Regions from separate parts of the Zea mays genome. Here regions 2 and 3 are each linked to region 1. A link is a contact called in public Hi-C data. All regions are on one chromosome and are shown on one strand. The core of a region is the stretch at or near the end of the contact, and the rest is flanking DNA. Distances in the headings are between cores, read along the strand shown.

The links. Hi-C and Micro-C count contacts between places; a contact is called where the count stands out from the background.
Region 2: a Hi-C map of ear shows a contact between it and region 1, with 1.8 times the contacts expected there. The contact joins the promoter of LOC541668 here to the promoter of LOC606445 in region 1. A contact is called at or near these places in 2 of 25 Hi-C or Micro-C datasets (ear and leaf).
Region 3: a contact with region 1 is called in a Hi-C map of ear, with 4 times the contacts expected there. The contact joins the enhancer-like site here to the promoter of LOC606445 in region 1. A contact is called at or near these places in 6 of 25 Hi-C or Micro-C datasets (ear, endosperm, leaf and 1 more).

Annotation. Positions count from the first base shown.
Region 1 is chr8:2,840,124-2,844,102 of Zm-B73-REFERENCE-NAM-5.0, forward strand. It overlaps LOC606445 (glycosyltransferase), which reads right to left and starts at 2,227. Exons shown (of 4, transcript NM_001112313.1): 1 at 1,579-2,227; 2 at 1,184-1,433; 3 at 182-377. The coding sequence starts at 2,153. The coding sequence ends at 210.
Region 2 is chr8:2,652,643-2,656,621 of Zm-B73-REFERENCE-NAM-5.0, forward strand. It overlaps LOC541668 (60S ribosomal protein L30), which reads left to right and starts at 2,019. Exons shown (of 5, transcript NM_001111421.1): 1 at 2,019-2,120; 2 at 2,304-2,409. The coding sequence starts at 2,100. It overlaps LOC111590098 (small nucleolar RNA Z103), which reads left to right and starts at 2,826; the gene lies at 2,826-2,918. LOC111590097 (small nucleolar RNA Z103) reads left to right here and starts at 3,406; the gene lies at 3,406-3,501.
Region 3 is chr8:2,984,193-2,988,171 of Zm-B73-REFERENCE-NAM-5.0, forward strand. No RefSeq gene overlaps it. Among protein-coding and RNA genes, the nearest start is that of LOC100501819, 110 kb to the right of the region's middle. Within about 2 kb of position 1,694, at least 17 of the 20 cell types and tissues checked have an H3K27ac peak or open chromatin away from gene starts, as enhancers often do. A contact at or near this core is called in ear, endosperm, leaf and 1 more, where this site is marked.

The DNA of each region.
Region 1 (3,979 bases), core at 977-3,476:
AAAAATGCTGAAGAACAATGACATCTGTCAACCAGTCCTAAGCTTTCTATATATTTGGCAAAACAAAAGACATGATAACCATGACCAAGATATAAGAAAATGTATGAACATAAATTACATAAAAACGATGCTATTTACATCATTATTGAGAAACAATTGCAAAAGATGATCAAGCTTTTACCTGCAGGGCGGTATGCCTCTGTTCTGGCTCAGAGAGGAATTAACACATCCAGGTTTTCTGTCATCTGCCACTCCTTCGGATATACAAGATGTTTATCTTCTAGGCGAAGATTAACATTCATAATTTTTGAACAACCAGTTGGTATGCCCTCCATATGAGTTTCATCTTCTACAAGCTGCTCTATAAATGTTGTTGCCTGTATGTATCATTGCTAATTTCAATCAGAAGGAGCACAGTTATTACTTATGTGAACGATAGGTATAAATAGAATTTAGTTTCAGAATAAAATATATGGGGATGACTTAGGAAGAATGTTATCTACTGTATTAATCTCAGTAGCTATGTGCAAGAAAAACATCCATAATCGCTTTCTGCAATCTTTCACAATAGACAACAGAGAGGGACTACATGCTGAAGTACTCCATGTCCCTATCAGAATACAATAACGCAATGAAGACATTGTGCCATGTGGATTCACTCTAAAGATTTGTCTGGTATAAGGTGGAGAGGCATCAAGTGGCCAAAACAAGTCTATACAGATGTGACTAACACTGAAACTATTGAGAAGTATGACACTATTCAAATTAAGGGCGTCTTCTTAGCAAAATGCACGAGGGTTGTCTTACCGTTCGAGGATTTTTTATTTATTAAATTTCACTCTATGAATTGAATCAATATACAGGTAATTGCCAGGGTTAGAGCAAATTTAGTATGATTCACACAAAATTTGGATGGATATGGCTTTGAGCACGGTAAATCTTATACAATCATGCGCAACTATGGAAGGCCTGACTTTCTGAGTTAGTAAACTACAAATATCAGGGAATGCAAAAAAAAAAAGGAGCAATTCAGTCAGGGCGCAGGCGCGTATTCTAAGCAGGCAAAAACAAAATGGCGATCCCAATCTGCTGCACTTGTCACCAAAGAAAATTGACCAGGCTATTTTATGAGCAAACGCGTATAAATGGAACTTCTCGACAGGGACATAAGCAGGAGCCTTACCTGAAACCCATCTCTGACCGTGTCCAGCAGCCGGATGTAATTCCACGCCTGACGAGCCCTCTTGTCGGCGTCCCAGAGCATACTGCTATTGAAAGCAAAGCCCGAAGTATTGACATGAAACCTTCGTTGCCTCTTGGTCCTCTCGTTCGTGTGCCATCCCACTACCTGGCTGTTGTCACAAACCGGCCCTTCCACAAGTGTCTTGCTCTTCCCCACGCCCAGCATTGCGACTGGCCAGGTGCCAAAACTCCTATGTAACGCAACATCGATCATAATGGGTTTCAAATTCCAGTACAGAATTGACCCAATCAATTCCAATCGGAAACAGGGTCGCGAATGCGTGTACGTAAACGCGAGTGGGGGGAAACTAAGAGAGGTACGATGTGCGCCTTTACCTTATGCCGCGAAGCTGGTCGAAGAGGTCAAGGGAGTACACGTTGTCCTCGTCGGCGAAGTAGACGAGGCCGTGGATGCGGTGGTGCTCGATGTGGTCGAGCGCCGCGTTCCTCTGGCGCAGGCCGCGCGCCGCCGGGTGCTCGGGCCTCGTCCGGCGAGCACCGGGCGCGTCGCGGTGGGACTGGGAGGGCAGGTGGCGGTACATGAGGCCGCAGCCGCGGAGCAGCGCGGCGGTCTCGCGCGTGGCGGCGCCGCGGTCGACGACGAGCCAGAGCAGCGGCTGCGGGACGAGGCGGAGGGTGTGCGCGAGGCGGTGCAGGTAGTACGCCTGCAGCGGGCGCGCGCGGGTCGGCGTCACGACGATCAGGGTCGTCGTCGGTGGCGGCCGGACTAGGGCCCGCTGGGTCGGCGCAGCGGGAGGAGGGTCCGCGAGCGGGAGGTGGCGGAGGTCGAGGTCGAGGTGGAGGTGGCGGTGCGCGAAGGGGAAGAGGCCGGCGACGAAGCCGAGGAGGAAGCAGAGGATGAAGCACGGCGACGAGAAGGGCCGCCGCGTCGAGAACGGCAGAGCCGCCATGGTTTTTTGCTGCCGCGTCACTCGCGGTGCGGTGTCTGCCGCTGTGCTGCGTGGGATGGGGGTGGGGAGGGGTGTGGGCACCTTCTGGGGACTAGCTGGCAGAAGGTGCTATGGCTTCCGGCTTTTGGTGGGGAAAAGCCGGGGAGGACGATGATGGAATCAGCGACGGGAGACGGGGAGAGACGACAGAGAGAAAGGCTGCCGCGCAGAGGCAGAGGTGGACGGACTTGGTCGCGGGCGTTTGTTTGCGCGGGCGGGGAGGACTGGGGGGGTGGACGGGGTCCGCCGCACGCGGGCGTTGCATACATCATACGTACGGTACGGCTCACTTTGTTCCTTTTGGAAATAACAAACAGCTCCATTCAACTCTACGTTGTTAAACACAAAAGACATGTGTTTTACTGGGGAGTGAATACGAGTTTAGAGCAAATAAATATGATTCAAATCCTTGTTTATATGAATAATTTTAATTTTAACTTTTTACCATTTAAATATGAACGAGCAGGAGAGGTCAAGTTAGACTGCCTCCAGCAGTATTCGGTAAAGGGTCCGGTACCCTTGATTTAGCGGACGAAGACGTACTACATGCGTCCAACAACACCCGCTAAATGAGCCTCTAAAATTTAGAGGACCCTCGTCAAACGCTATGTCTAGAGTTCACGTCTACATGCGCTATACATTGTGTCCTGCAATCAATGTGGAAGAAAGGACAGCCCACATGGACCTCGTGACAAGAGCTTCACACATAGACTGGGCCCACACTTGTACTGCGATAACTGTTTCCTAGTTTTATTTAATCTAAAAAAATGGTTAAAATAAAGGATTGTATATAGAGGATCAGATTTAGGGAACGCTGCTGGAGATAGAGAAAATATAGAGGACAGAATCTTTTAAAGAGTGCTGTAAAGGACAGAGAATATTCCTTTAGGGGATGAAATTTAGAGGACGTTGCTGGAGACAACCTTACATTCTGAAAAGCATTCGGACTGGACATCTAAAGCAACCTATTTTTTCTAAGAAACTGTTTTTTATCTTTTAACTAGAATAACCCAAGAAACTAAAATCTAATTTTTATAAACTGAGTCATAAACAGATATATTTGGAACTGCCTCAATTTATATAAACAAGTTTCTTAAAAATTAGGTGGTTTCAAACAGACCATAAGGTTGTAGGCCCTGAGGGTGACCGCAACGCTTGCAGCACGGTGCCCCCTCCCCTTGCCGTGTAGAAGTATAGAGTCACTCTCCCGGTGCAATGGCTCACACCAAATACAGTGATAGCGGAAAGCACATGACAACATTAGATATGGGAGCAGCGGGAGGCAGCCTCTGTTAGAAATATAGACATTTTCCATATCATTAATTCCATAAATTAACATTATGGTGATGACATATAAAAGATGATTAATCATAGAAATCATGATGACAAATATATCCATAATAATATGGAATAAGAGAATATAAAACGTATGAATCATATAAATATAATAAGCATATAAACATGGTACATGCAGCATGATGGAACAACTGAAAATAAATAGATAGCAATATAAACAGCATGACTGTAAAATTAAAAAAACAGATATGATATATTAATAGCATAAACAGGCATCAGAAAAGTCATGATACAATATGATAGAACAGTTTGGATAACTTCATGGCTACATATGAAACAGCAGAGATGAACATATGAAACATATAGAAACTGCAGAGCGTAAAATGGTAAGGAGCTGAATTGATCATACCCTCCCATGCGCTCCGAGGATCCTGATCCTTGTCCAACTTCTCTTGTCATCTGTACGAGATGAAGACGCCAGGAAGAAGATG
Region 2 (3,979 bases), core at 769-3,268, 190 kb before region 1:
AAAAGAAAGAGGGAGAGAGAGACTAGGGAGAGAGATAAAGGGTAACACCTGAATTTGGTAGGCATTTAGAGAAGAAATTTTATACCCCAAATTCAGGGTGTTACAGGGCTGATCTCTGGTTTTCTTTTATTCTAAATTTTCTATTCCTTTTCTTTTTATTTACTCTATTGAAATCAAATCAAATCAAACCACAAATTCAAATTCAAATATTTCAAACATGTGCATCAACCAAAAACAAAGTTTAAGCTCAACATGATGCAACATTTCATGTCTCCCCTAGGTTTTGATATTCTAAAGAAAATAATACAACTCTCAAATAAATACCCAAAACTCTATTAAAAGAAGAGATATGAAATCTATAGAGGTGAGAAAGGAGTAACACATGAATTTGGTAGATATTAGAGAAGAAATTTTATACCCCAAATTCAGGGTGTTACACCGCCCCTGGTCGAACCTCGCGACACCGAGCCCGGGGTCGGGTGTGGCAGGCCTGACAAGGGAGGTCGGGCGTGTCGAAAGGGAACCACGTACTCAAGTGGATCCCGCGCCAGGCCCCAACCAACCCGCCATAAATTACTAGCTGCATTAACCATGTCTGGCATCGAACCACAACGTGGGCGCTAGTCTGCTTCCCATCTCATGACCTATGGATCCCTCGGGCCGCATTGCACTCATGACCTACGAGCCTCCAGACTGTGGCACATTAATGACCCACGCGCCCATCGGCATGCGATGCACTTATGACCTATCGAACTAGGCCTGAGTGCGCAGACCTCTCACAAGGCACTACACGACGGGTTTGCGCCGAGCCTCGGGCTACAGAAGCTAGGGGTCGGCGTAGCCAGAATGATGGCGCTTGGGACCATCGCCGCCCCATGTCATCAACCGGGATAAATACATGACAACCAGGTAGCCTCAGGCCCCGCGAGTACACGCGGCCTCTCCTGGGGGTAAAACGTTGGTTTTGCCTCTGCCTTACGACTCCTTCCAAGAGAAGCCACCATTGGACGATCCCTCTCCCAACCTATAAAAGGGACAGGGTCGCCTCAGCGCAAGGGGATCGAGGAAGAGAACGACGGATCGAGGGACTTGGAGACGACCGGATGCCAACCCACAAGGACAAAAAGGAGGAGGTCGAAGCCCCGCCAAGTTTAGACTTAGCTAGGACTCCACCTTGTAGCTTCTAAGGTCTACTTACACCCCGATAAGAGATCTGAGAGTCTCTCCTCCCTCTTCCGACTGCTTGTAACCCCTACTACGAGTTTGATTATCAATGATGTTAGTAGCACAAGCCACCAACAATTGAAAGTATAGGCGTTCTGCTCGAACTAATATAAATGTTACGCCCTCTGTGTATACTCTCGAGAGCCCGGAACGCGCATAATAAATTTACTTGTCGGATATCCCGGCGATGTTGTATGTTATCGTTGAGAACTCTCTTCCGGTCTATGAGTGATATATTTTGTGTGATCTGATTGCATGATAGTGCCATTTAATGTTGAATGTTGTTGAACTTTGATAAAATTATGTTGAGCTCGATGATTTTGTCAATGTTGGACACAAAGATGATATGCTATTTTAATATTTTTCATTATTGATGACATATGTGCTTTATTATTTTGTATTTGATACCTACTTTTATGATTAAAATGATTATATCTATTAGAATTTTGGTGGGTATAAATATCTGCTACCCATGGTGAGCATGAGTATGAAGACATGGTGAACATGAATATGGAGTAATTTTATACTGGACAATAGATATAGCCGAGGTATATTTTTTCTCGCGGGCTATCCCCCGACACGTGATGTGAATCCACGCCGGCTGTCCATTATCCCTACTGACTTTTTTCATCCAAGAGCCCTATGAGGCCATATTCTGCAGCCCGATAAAAAAATTCCAGTAATATAAGCCCGTTTTATAAAGCCCACAGTAGCCCATTTTGTAAAGCCCATAGCGGCTCCCAAATCTCTATATAACCGGCAAATCCTAACGCTCCCAACCCTTCCACCACGCAGTCACTCCCGGGCCGCCGCCGCCGCCGCCTCCGCGAAAAACCCTAGCAGGCTTCGCCGCTATCACTCCAAGGGGCGCGACCATGGTGGCCACAAAGAAGACGGTAACGACCCCTAACTCCACGCTCTCTCCCTGTGGAGTTTACGTTTTCCCACACTTTCGTCTATCTGTCTCCTTTTTTTCTCACGGAAAATGAGATTCTGCTGCATTGCGCTGGGCCACGTATCTGGGCTTCGGTTCTAGGCTCTAACACTGCGTTGTTGGTGTGGTGGTTGTGTTTGTGCAGAAGAAATCCACGGACAACATCAATAACAAGCTGCAGCTTGTTATGAAGAGTGGCAAGTACACTCTCGGCTACAAGACCGTCCTCAGGACTCTCAGGAACTCTAAGTGTAAGTCATTTCTTTCAAGCAATAATGTTTGCGGTAGGGCCTTTCGAAGCATGTGAATTCATGCACATTTGGTAAGTCGCAGTTTAATTCTTTGGCAAGACGCATTTTGCATATCATGGTCATTGACCACCTTGTATTGATGTTCTGTCAATTAGCTTCCATGTTGTTGATTTTGACTTGCCATTGCCCATTACACAAACACTCGTATGTTCCCATTTCAACTTAAGTGAACCTTTTTACATGTCAATATGGGAATACGTTTTTGAGAGAAGGAGAATAGGGTATTAAATTCATGGTCTCAGCCATGACAACCTCATGGTTACATGGATGCCCACCAAATTATTCTCTGGACAACGTATTTTCGGACACTTCCTCTGAAAGTTGTATTTTCTCTATATAATTAAATATTATGTATGTGGGGTATGATGATTCTTTCCCCAGTTGATCGCAAGTGAACATTCTGTTCTCTATAATTCTCTTTGGAGAATCAAGCCAGAACTCTGATTCTCCACAGTTCATCCATTTTTCAACTTTGTTATTTTACCCCTCCATTTTTTGAAAATGAAGCTACCATTTGCCCCTATCAACGACGTTAGTGAAAAATCAAAATTAGTGATTAAACAATAAAAAAATGTGCAAAGAAAAGGTTGAAAGGTCTGAACCTCCCTCCTTTCTATTCTGTATGGGCTCAACCCCAACAGGGGTAAAATCCCAATTATATAATATAACAAGGGGTAAATTCACAATAAATTGCATGACTATTTTTTACTTTTTGTATCAGATTTAACACTGTTAACTACATGTAACGGTGCATGGGTATGACAACCCTTTGTTTTCGAAAGGAAGGGGTAAAATCACAATTGCAAGAGCAGTCACAAATGCCCCTATATTTTTTCTGTCTGACTGACAGTGAACCAAAAATAGTCTGTTTTATTTTGTCCTCAAGATTGGTTATTTGTTTGGTTGTCTTAATTTCATAATTGTATTGCATGTTTAGAGGATATGATGACCCTTTCCCCAGATGATCGACAATGAACATACTGAGCGCTATAATTTCTCATTTGAGAAAGTCAAGCCAAAACTCTGATCCTCCGAGTATTTTGTTTAGATTCGTTTTCTATTATTTGGAATTCTGCAGTAATACTGTGATGTAATCTCTTAGCTTGTAGCTAATGTTGGATGTTCACTGCTCATTTCCTTTGAAATAATGATGCATTCTTAGTAGTTTTTTCAAAGGTGTGATTGCTCTTCAAGTCTAGCGTTGAAAACTGATTACCAATGGATTGACTGAGATAGCCATTGTGTATGAGTCAACGCCATAACTATTCTTTCCATGCCATGCTTACATACATTACCTGTGCATGACATCACAGGTGATTAGCATAAAATGGGGACACCTCTTCTAACTTATATAATTCTTGCAGTTTAGCTTTAATTTTCTTCAATATAGAATAAATGTCTTTAATGTACTATTTTCTATTATTTTTCCTAACTGATCTTCTAGGTGGTGTCACTTTACCCAGCTCTTCTGTGTTGTATAATTCCTTTGGCATTCCTGCTTCTTTCTGAA
Region 3 (3,979 bases), core at 444-2,943, 140 kb after region 1:
ATCGACCCATTCAATATATTAGAGCAACACTCCTGAAGAGACCAAAGCCTCACAAGTGCCACAAAAGAGAGAATTGAGAAATAGATCTAATGTTTGTGTGTGAATCGAGATAGAGCCTTGAGAGAGTGCATAAGAGAAGAGTGTGTGTTGTGTTCTTGAGTCTTGGTGCAAGACATCCATTGATTGTAAAGCTATCAAGAGCCTTCAACGTGTGAAGTTGTGGAGACTCTGATCTCTTAAGAAAAGCAAAGTGAAACTCAAGTTCGATCTTGGTGATCATTTGAGTGAGAAAAGGGTTGAGAGAAACTCGGTCCTTAGTGGACTCCTCAATTTTTAATTATGCTTGGATTAAATCATGTGTACATGGATGTGGAAGTGTGACTATATTTTACTATGCCTTTGTTGAGTATCTGTACAAATATGGATTAATTATAATGCTCATCATTATCCAAATGTGTACAAAGGGAATCAAAGTTATCTCTGGTGTATTGTTGACGAAATTACTATTAAAGGGGGGATTTTGACAAACACATGGCACAATATTGCATATTTATCTTCTTTTTAGGGGAATATTTTGGTTTAGATCTTTTGTCGTTCTTTTTCACTTTGCTTTTGAATTTTAATCATTTTTTTCTAAAAGGGAATGTCAATATTCAATGTTTGTGTGGTATTGTCAATACTTTCACAAAGGGAAGATTGTTAAATCACGTGTGACAAAACATTGAGTTATATTGGCATTGGTTTGGCAAAGTGATTTACATGATTTTTGAACGTAATGTATGTGTGTAAATATGTGTTTTGATATTGATGTAACATGCTTGGTAAGTGTTGTTCTAGGTTCAGTTTTAATGTGACACTGTAGTTTATAATATAAATTGAAATAGTTTTAAAAAATATTTTTAATCTAAATAATAAACAAAATAACTTATCTAAATGTGTTCTAAAGATTTCCATCTTCAGCTTCATGATTTTTTAAAGCTTCTAATGACCTACTTCACTAACTTCATCAGATTTTTTTGAAGATAAGCAGTATCAAACAAGACCTAAGTTCACGAAGAAACTGATGTATTTGGTCCAAGAAAATGTGCGGAATGTTTTGGACTTCACCCCGGTGCACGTGTCATTTACATGCATTGAAGACGAACATAAATCGGCTGATTGATTAGGTAGACAAGTGGCGCCTGGCTCGGGCGAGCGTGGTCCACGAGAAACTGAATTTTGTGGCGTATCCATACATGCAGCTGGAGAATATGTTTTGGCCTACATTGCATGTGTAGGTGTAGACTCAGCCTCGCTATATGCAGATGTTGCTTTATCAACGCACCCAAGGTCTAGATCGATTCACGCAGGATACCAATGAGCCAGAAAGCGTTGAGTTGGATGCTTGCATGGCAGAGTCAGAAAAGGAAAAGAAAAATAAAAAAAAGGAAAAAAAGAGAGATCAGACGCATCTCTTCTTTGCGGGCACTAGCAACAGCCCACTGCGGTGGCGTGACGGTAAGGCCTGGCGAGCGGCCCACCGCACTCAGCCTGGATGAGCGCGGCCCATCAGGGCAAAGTCCTACTCGGTCTTCTCAGGCGCGCTGTCATGTGTAGGAGCTTCATAAGAAGTGGCGCTCAGGCCGGCAAAGGCTACTGGCGGCTGGGTGGGAGCTCCTCGGGCGCTTGAGCACGGGCGCACGCTCGGCCTATTCGGCCTCTAGGTGGGAGGCGGCCTACTCGGCTGGGCTGGCCTAGTGGCGCGCGGTCTGCGGAAGGGAGCGGCCCAAGGCGCTCAAGCGGCACGGCGCTCAGCCTGTTGGGTGTTAGGACGACAAAGAGATGATTGGCAATTACCCGAATTACCCGACGTGTTCTCTGCCGCGGACTGGGATCGCTCGCCAGCTAGGCCCTCTAGAAAAAAGTTGGAGCAACATTGTATGAGAACATATTACCCATCTTCGAGGACAAGGGGCGGAACGACCTCTCGATCTACTTACTGCAGCCCAGGACGGGCGTCGTCGTTTAGGCGTGACTTCTTGTTTTGATCTCCCCTACGCCTAGGACGTTGTCTGGGCCAAGAGCCATAGTTAGTTGTTGTTTCCATTTGGTTCTTCTTTCTCGTTGTTGATACCGGCAAGATTCAGCCAGATGATGATGTCTGCTGGTTGGTAGTGAGAGGACTCTTAGTACCCGCAAAAAAAAGGGCGCTGGTGAAAAATCATGTGATTTAGTTTCTTGCTCTCCCTTAGCCGCGGGAAAGGAGTCTATCTATCTGCCTAGCTTTGGTAGATTTCCCCCAACGCAATTCAAAAACTTTTACCCGATATAAAGGTAGGTACGAGATAATTTATCTACTTACGAGTATGTTAATGAGCAAGAACCTCTACCTGTTGGGTAGACAGGTACAAGTACGGGTTGGTATTATTCATACCCGTCTACCAATGGATAAAATATAACCGCATCAATAGCACTATAATCATCTAATAGAATCTATCTTAGCTAAAATGGAACCCATCTCTAGCTATCATTTGTCTAGCTACCAAGTTATGTAATCATATAATTTGCTATATGTGAAGTTAAACTTGTTTTTGTATGTTTATTTTAATATTATGAGTGATGAATATATTGGAATTTAAGACTTTCCTAGCTGGTACAGATTACCCGACGGGTAAAATTACCCGCACGAGTACGGATATGGGTAAAGATTTTATACCCGCGAGCATATACGGGTAACCTAATGGGTATAATTTTTTTGATGGGTACAGGTATGGAATGGTACTACCCGACAGGTATGTACCCGTTGCCATCCCTACTGAAGAGTTTGTGGCGGCCTCGAATGAGTCTTCGACTTCCTAGATAGAGATGTAATTGAATCCGATACCGATAGATATTACATGTTCCATATTTATTTCTATATTTTTTGGGTATTCGAATAGGATACAAATATTATCAAGTTGTATCGGATAAGATTTGAATATATATTAACATCTTAATTTTCAACTTTGAGTATATAGATACGAATATAAATAATACTCGGACTTGGATGTAGATCGGATCTCAAACCTTTTATATGGATCGAATTCGAATACAGATGGATAATATTCATACCATTTACATCCTTATTTATAAATAAAAGTATTTCCCTTTTTGATATTAGAGAGGTTTAGCCACTAGATTAGAGAGATTAATCTATGTTTTTTAGAAATATTGAGAGAGAACTATATGGTCTTTTGACAGTCGGATGTGTTTAAGTAAGAGAAAGTAGGCAAATAAAATAATCTGGAACGTTGGTTTTGTTGACAGTGGGATTTGTCTGGGGTAAAAACGGTGGGTGGGTTTAGTAGAGGCATGAGTGGGTGAGAAGATTTATGGGTGGACTTAGATTAGTTTGATCTAGTGGATTTAAGGGGTAGAGATAATGACTAGCACCAGCGGCATGGAAACAAGTACAGGGGTAATCTTTTTTATTGGATCAACACACGATGAGGAGAGGATGCACAGATAGCACAAAAAGTATACGGCGGCTCGGGGAGCAACGGGCACGGTTTGGGCAGACATATTTGACCAACGCAACCACAAAAGCCGAGGTGCCGACAAGCGGAGTCCCTAGGATTTGCAGCTAGCTAGCATCCGCCTGTTTTGATTTCTGCCGTATCCGATCGATCTGGTCCGATGGCTGGCAGTGGCAGGCGGGTCGCATCGCATGCATGGAACCACTCGACTTCACTTGACTTGATGTCGATAATTAGTTGACGTACTCACGGACACGGTACAACGTTGCTGATCAGCCGCTAGCTGTCGTTTGTTAGCAACAGAAACGACAATAATCTTCATGTTCCTGATTCCTTAATGATGGGCTGTCTCGTACAATAGAGTCCTAGTGGTAGACACCTTTGCCATGGGATCGGACAGCTTTTTGTAGAGTAGGATATAGTCCATTCGGTAGAGTAGAACACTGGTAAAAGACGACGAAGCTGGACTCATAGTCACGTGTTTT